Regions from separate parts of the Mus musculus genome. Here region 2 is linked to region 1. A link is a contact called in public promoter capture Hi-C data. All regions are on one chromosome and are shown on one strand. The core of a region is the stretch at or near the end of the contact, and the rest is flanking DNA. Distances in the headings are between cores, read along the strand shown.

Region 1 (3,717 bases), core at 830-3,329:
GTGCAAATGACATGCTGGCTTCCTACAGATATTTAGTGATTATTGTTCTGTTATTTAAATAACAATACTAATATAAAAAAATCCACATCTGGAACTAACCTTATAATTCAGCTTTACACTTACAGCTAGTACTTGTGGAGTGACAGTGACTATGTCTTGAGCTCTCGATTTTTCTAACCCATCTTTAGTGCTGTCCTTTGGTGCTTCATTTCTCCTACCAGCTACCACACTTCCCCTTAACAACCACTAACTTGAGCAACATGGTTACCTAACTGTTATCAAACTGAACAGTCATATCGTGGCCTGCTCTAACTGACTTGAGGGTAAAAGACAGTTAAATGAAATGAGTCTTTGAGAAGATGGTCACTTGTGCCAATACAAAGTGCAAATAGTAGCTTAATGACTATACATGTGTTTGAGACAGGGTCTCAGGGTATATATTCTTGGCTGGCCTGGAACTCACAGAGATACACTGTCCTCTGCCTCCTGCGTGCTGGGATGAAAGGTGTGCACCACCATGCCTTAACTCATATTTTTAAAACCAACCTTCACTTCTGTATTAGTTAAGATAATCTTTTAAAAAAGAAAGAGTCCACGTTAGTTAGGATGTAATTTTTTTCCTATTGTAGGTCTCAGCCATTTTACATCTGACAGAAATGTATTCACATACTAAGACATTCACAAGAATGTTATAACACCCCTAAAACCTAAAACAAATAATACACAAATCTGGAAGCACACATTCATGAACAGAAGAACAATCACATCACAGAATGGCACATTACACTATAAGAAAGAATTATCAACACCATACCATGATATGAATGATATCATATCAAAAAACACGAACAGTGACTTCCACAGCAATATTCTGAGAATACTATATATTAACTCCATTAACATGAAGCTTAAAATAGTCCAAACTAATGGCTGATGAAAGAAGTCAGAACTCTTAATGGGGAAGCAGGGGTAACCTATTTGGAAGAAGCAGAGCACTATGGGAATGTTGTACAATTAAAATCTGATGTGTGTAGCAGCAGACAAGGTAAGAAGCATGTAATGATTCACAGACAGTTCATTTTCATGCATTTGTTGACGTTTTTTTATATTTTATACCACTACAAAAGGAGTGTAGATGGATAAACAGTAATTTCTTAATTATCTGAAACTAAAGCTGGTTGTTTAATATCAACACTTCTAAGCCTCATATACTGAAAACACAACACCCTTTTTATATTCTTTTAGTCACATAATTTAAAAAAGATAGTAGCAAATATTCCCGAATATTATGCCATAAAACACCTTTTTATTACTTCGGAAATCAGAGGTGCTTTTTTAAATGCACCTTTAAGAGATGGCATTAATCCCCAAGGTATTAAAGGCCCAGGGGCCTTCAGTGGCATGAACTGTCAGGACACTGCATGTACATTTCAAAAACAAGCTAAAGCACACCTTCAGATTTAATGAGGACTTAAGAAGAAAAGCGTTAGATTTGTAACCAAACTGTCATGCCGCCAATGTCATCATCACAAACACAAGTACCGCTGTGGTATTTGACAAATTACCCAGCCAGTTGCTCAGAAATGCAGGAATTTTCTAAACTATCTGGTCCTTCTGACAGTTCTCCGTTTTTGGTTTTTATCCAGGTTCCGGCGATCATCAATTCCTACTCCAAGAGCATCTTTTAAAGGGGAGCGTTTTGTCAGAGGCAGGAGGGCTGCTGCCAGTGGGCGCGTTCAACCCCACAGTAAAAAGTTTAGCCACTCAGCAGAGATGATGACGAGGAGGTTAAAAAAAAAACCTGACACGCAAACCAGCGGTCCCTGGCAGCAGCGGTCTCCAAAACGGGACCAGCCTCGGGAGGGCGCGTCAAGGAAGCGCCGCGCCCAGCGGCGTCCCGGAGGGCTCGTCCGAGGGGACCGGCCGCTGCCCAGAGGCGCGGCAGGACACGGCGGTACTCACCGCGCCCGCCGCTCAGCGTCGCCGCCTCTGGGGACCTGCACACCTGGCCAGCGCCCTGCGCGGGGCCGGCCCGGCGCGCCGCCGCGGAGCACCGCCACTTCCGGCGCGCGCGAGGAAATGAGGGAAATGAGGCTGGGTTGCTGTGGCGCGCCCGCCTCCGCGGTCAGGCCCCGCCCTCCACAGCCAGACTCCGCCCTCCAGGGCCAGACCCAGCCCACCGCAGCCGGGCTCCGCCCTCCACACTGCCAAGTCCCGCCCTCCAGGGCCAGGCCTTTCTCTTTCCAGCTAGGACACGCCTATTCCTCCCTCTTCTGTCCTGTGCCCTGCACAGAAAGCTCCACAGATGACAGTTGATTCATCTAAAAACAAACAAACAAACAACAACTGAGATGGGTGCTCAAGCCCTGTGGGATAAATAGCCTGGGAACATCATGCCTTAGAGACACTTAACTAGACACGCATGTGGCTAATCGTCACATAAGTGCTAACCTGGCAGAGCTGACTAGCGGGGAGGCTGAGGATAGCCAACATGCCTTCTGCTCAGGGAAGATCGGTACTGAACACTGAAGAGGTCCTTACGTGTTTTTACTTAAAATAAATAATTCCATTTGCTGCATGTAAAGTACCGTGTGTGTGTGTGTGTGTGTGTGTGTGTGTGTGTGTGTGTGTGTGAAGTCTAGCCTTTTCAGAAAAGCACACACTGGCAAAGTTGGAAAGAGACTGGATATGCAGTCAGCAAGCCTATCTTAGAAGTAGGTGATCCAGACCGTTAAAGTTTTCAGGATTTCCCTTGTGGCATTAGAGGAGAACATCTGGGCAGAAGATATCTCAACAACTGTCAGCCAATAGAGCCAGCTGTGGTCAGGAACAAAGTGTCTCCCTTGGACAGCTGCTTCTTTAGGACGCACCTTGAAGTCCCCTCAGACATCCATCTTCTCTAGTACAATCACAAAAGACAGTCCACGTGGGTTAGCTGCCTGCTGTCTACCAGCCACAGTCCTAAGTATGAGTGCAGGGAGGCAGGAGAATTCTCTCCTAGGAGACTTGGAACATGGGGACCTTTAGCAAATGGTTAAGTGCCCAGCACTGCTAAATTTCCAAGATAAGGCAAAAATTCTCTAATGTATTAATAAAGTAGATATAAATGGCACCTCACTGAAATCTTAGCGAGCCACGATGCCAGACTCCAGCTTTGGCACTGTTAGTCCAAGCCCACATCTACTGTGTGCCTACGTTACACTTGACATTTCATTAACAGTTTCTGAGAAGTCCCCAGAAGCCAGGTGTGACATCTGCCTATAGTCCTAGCACTCATGAGGCTGAGACAGAAAAATGATATTTTTCAGGCCTTCCTGGATTACTTAGTAAGTTCCAGGGCAGCCTGGGATATACATTGAGCCCTTATCTCAAACAAAAAGAAAGTCCACAGATGTAGGGACCTTTCGAATGTGCCCTCTAGACTCATGTTCAGCCATAGAGATGCTTGGATTTTCCTTAGGGACACTTTAAATAGGATGGGGACTATGGCGGAAAGAATGAGAGAGACCTCCCCTGCAGTTTCTGGCATCTCAGTACCAAACATGGGCTCTAACTGAACTTGTGAATGTAAAGTCTCCAAAAAGACAAATAAATGTCCCCAGTAACCAAATTCAAGCACACCCCACTTTTTAGAACCCTGCAACCCATCTACTTCAGGCATTTCGTTTTTTTCTTTCTTTTCTAGCCTCACAGATGCTGGGCTAGATCACACTTCAG
Region 2 (3,717 bases), core at 477-2,976, 2.2 Mb after region 1:
TCTTGGAGTTGTGATCCTTCAGGCTCCATCCCCAGCCAAATAACAATATATTTTGATTGCGTATGTAATGAAAGAACTTTTGATGAGTTTTAAATTTTCAAGTATACCAGGTACAGTTGTGCACACCTTTGCTCCTCCCAGCACTTGGGAGGTAGAGGCAGGGGTATCTCTGGGAGTCAGAGGCCAGTCTGGTCTACAGAGAGGTCCAGGACAACCAAGGCTCTACAGAGAAACCTTGTCTTGAAAAACAAACACAAAAATTTAAAACAGTCTTTTGAATTTTACTATTTCTCTTTTGATGTGCATAGTTCTTTTTTTTTCAGATTAAATGCTAAATGACCTAAGTCTTGTTATAAAATATTTTAGTAATTGTATATAATTCATCATACCTTCCTATGTCCATTTTTTCTCTGTATATCACTTTTTCCCTTTTTTCTTTAAGCAAGAAATGGAGACTATACTGGAGTTACAGCTCAGGACACATTTACCTAATATGTTCAAGGACTTGGGTTCAATTTCTAGTACAGAAAGTAATTGAACAAACTAGCCTGAGTCCATTTCCTTGCATTCCTGATCCTGACTAGCAGAATAGAACCTTTATTTATGAGTCAGCGTTTTACCTGATAGCCACCCCCCCACTCCAACCCCCCCAGCCTTTGATTACTTAATGTGTGAATTTGTAGATGAATGTATGTGGACCTGGCGTGAAGGTGAGGTCAGCTTTCAGTTCTCTCCTTTAACCATGGGGTTCCAGGAATCAAACTTAGGATTTCAAGCTTGGTGGCAAGTGCCCTTCACAGCTGAGCCACTGTTCTGGCCCTTACCCCGTATTCTTGACCATTCTGGAACTCGATAAGTGTACCATGTGGCCTTATGGTGCTCTTTCTACATCTCCTTCCCCAGAATTGAGTTTATAGTCCTGAGCCACCACACAGGGATTTTCCTTACTTACAAGGTCTCCCGTAGCCTAATCAGGCCTCAAATTCATATGCAGCTCGAACTGCCCCTAAAGCATCTACCTTCATCACCATAAAGGTATATGGATGTGGAGGGCACAGGATAACTTTGGAGCCGGTTCTTGCCTTCAACCTTGTAGAGTCAGGCTTAGACGCATAAAGGAACTGTAGGACCGTATACCAGAAACGTGGCTTTTTTTTTTTTTAAACCAGCCATTGCTGATCGGAACTCTATGCGTGTGCAACTATGCCCGGCCTTCCAAGTAGAGGTTTCTGACAAGGTGACCAGTTTCATACCAAACTGAAATGGGTTGGTTACAAAGCAAGCGTTTTCAGGCCCTGCTTACTACTCAAATACGGTTTCGGGATGGCTGCCAACAGCTAGACTAGCAAGGCCAGGCCCTCTATGGGTAGGTTCCCAGTGTCGTGAGAAAAAGCAAGTCGCAGCTGGTGGTGAAGGCCGGCCCATGTAATGACGGAATTGGGCTGAAACCTATTGGTCACGGAGAAGCGAGAAACCCGTACGAAGGCGACCGAGCGAAACGAGTTGTACAAGACTAGCATTCGAAAGAAGGAAACGGAGACGCGGAAACTCGGCCAAGAGTTCGTCACTTGTCCAAACCTAGACAACGATGTTAAAAACAGGTCTCGGAGAACGAACAAACCCGGCCGACTAGCCACGGAGGGGCCCACCTTGCGTTCGTGTCCCCACCCCCGACACAAAGAGGAACCGGAAGCCCCTTACCGGAAGCAGTACCTCTGCTCTCCGAGGCATTACACATTCCTCCGCGCGCCGGAAGCGCGCGTTCCACCTTGCGGGGTAGCTTTTCCCTCGCCTCTCCTCGAGAGAGGTCGCGGCGCCTTGAGGGGCCGCGCACCCGGGGTGGACGGAGGGCGCAGAACTTTGACAGGCAAGCTGTGAGAAAACAAAAAACCAAAATAAAACAAAAAAGCTCCGCCGGCCGTCATGGAAGGGAGCGAGGAGAGAAGACCCGACTAGACGTGGCGGCGGTGGGATTTTGTTTCCTGCGGTGGCGGACTGATTTAGCAGCACGTTAACTTCCGGGAGCGTCCTGCCCCTGAGAGGAAAAGCCCTGAAGGAAACAATAACAAACGAGCGGAGGGAGAGCGGCTGGCGCTCCTGTGAGGACTCGTTCTCGTCCTAAGAAGATGCGCTGCGGCCCCAGTGCGGGGACGTGAGAGGGCTTTGGTGGCCGTCAGCCAAGCCTTTCCTCGCTTGTGCACCTCAGGCCCCCCTGGCTTTTTATTTTATTTTTTGGTGACCATGGCGTCCGTGGGCCCGGGGGGCTACGCGGCGGAGTTCGTGCCACCGCCCGAGTGCCCGGTCTTTGAGCCCAGTTGGGAGGAGTTCACAGACCCGCTGAGTTTTATCGGGCGCATCCGGCCCTTTGCGGAGAAAACGGGCATCTGCAAAATCCGGCCACCCAAGGTAGCGTCGCCTGAGGGCGGGGACGGGGGGCGTGCTGGGGCGGCGGGACGGTCCTCCTCCTCCCCGTGGCTTTCCTCTTTGGGGGTCTTCCGTGCTCTCCGGGGGCCCCTCCCTCCTCTCTTGGTGTCCCGAGGCCACTTTTGAGGATGTTTTTTGCCCTGGTTTCTGAACGCAGTTTCACGTCCACTTTGACATTTTATTTGATCGCGTGTGAGTGTGTGTGTGTGTGTGTGTGTGTGTGTGTGAGAGAGAGAGAGAGAGAGAGAGAGAGAGAGAGACAGACAGACAGAGAGACAGACAGACAGAGAGAGGGAGAGAGGGGAGGAGAGCGAGAGAGCGCTCGCGGAGGGGTCAGAGGACATTTTGTAGGAGTCGATTCTCTTCCTGCGTTGTGGGGGTTGTGGGTCTCCGGGCTCGAACTCAAGATTGTCAGGCTTTGGCCTGACGACTGGGCCATCGCATCGCTTCTCAGGTCCCCCTTCAAAAGACAGAAAGAGGTGTCTCTGGGACCTTTTCCTTCCCAGAACTTATTGGGCACGGATATTGTAGTGTGGATTGGAGGTAAGGATAACAAAAGGCTTCAGGCCCTTCCTAGGGAAAGGCGTTTGAAGTGTCCTGTCATCAGCTCACGCACCATCTTTCTGTTTGCGTGTTAAAAAAAACCCCACTAATGTCGACCGTTTTTGTGTCCAAGCCTACTGATGTTCAGTTTATCAAACCTTTGCAGGCCACTACTCGGGTTTCTTAAATTTAGTAATCCGAACTCAGGTTGTCTACAGGGTGATGTCACTAGACTAGAACCCCCACGCTAATTATTACTGCAACAAGGAGGCATCCTTGAGAAAGATAAAGAGCATTAATTTTTTGTTTTTGTTTTTGTTTTTTTAATGTAGAGGTTTAGAAAGAATTGGCCAATGAATGGTGATGGAAGAAAACGTTGAAATCTCTATATGTAAGAAATAAGAAAGTAAGGGACAAAGATTCCCAAACTGTACTATAAATAATCAAGTTTGCCTATAAATTGGTTAATTAACCTCACTTTCTAAGGTTAGGAAAGCAAATGATACCCGGTAATGAGTGGAATTAATTCCCTCGGAGGTTAAGTTATATGCTCAAGGTCAAAGGGTGGTTTTGTTTTTTTAAAAAAAAAAAATATTAGGTGTTTTCCAAATAATGTTGTTGGTGTGGGAGAATGCTGCAAGGCCCAGGCTTCCATCCTCACTAACATGGGAGAAAAACCTTGTCCAAATGTTGCTGAAAAATGAGCACCAGCGTCAACTGGATGTTGTTTAGAAGAGATCCCTGTGCCTT

The links. Capture Hi-C pulls out chosen DNA fragments and counts their contacts.
Region 2: a contact with region 1 is called in a promoter capture Hi-C map of liver, with 3 times the contacts expected there. The contact joins the promoter of Kdm5a here to the promoter of Csgalnact2 in region 1. A contact is called at or near these places in 2 of 39 promoter capture datasets (hippocampal neurons and pre-B cells) and 2 of 9 other capture datasets (adipose tissue and liver).

Annotation. Positions count from the first base shown.
Region 1 is chr6:118,137,061-118,140,777 of GRCm38.p6, forward strand. It overlaps Csgalnact2 (chondroitin sulfate N-acetylgalactosaminyltransferase 2), which reads right to left and starts at 2,080. Exons shown (of 8, transcript NM_030165.3): 1 at 1,963-2,080.
Region 2 is chr6:120,362,373-120,366,089 of GRCm38.p6, forward strand. Kdm5a (lysine (K)-specific demethylase 5A) reads left to right here and starts at 1,727. Exons shown (of 28, transcript NM_145997.2): 1 at 1,727-2,406. The coding sequence starts at 2,242. It also overlaps a transcript of Ccdc77 not described here.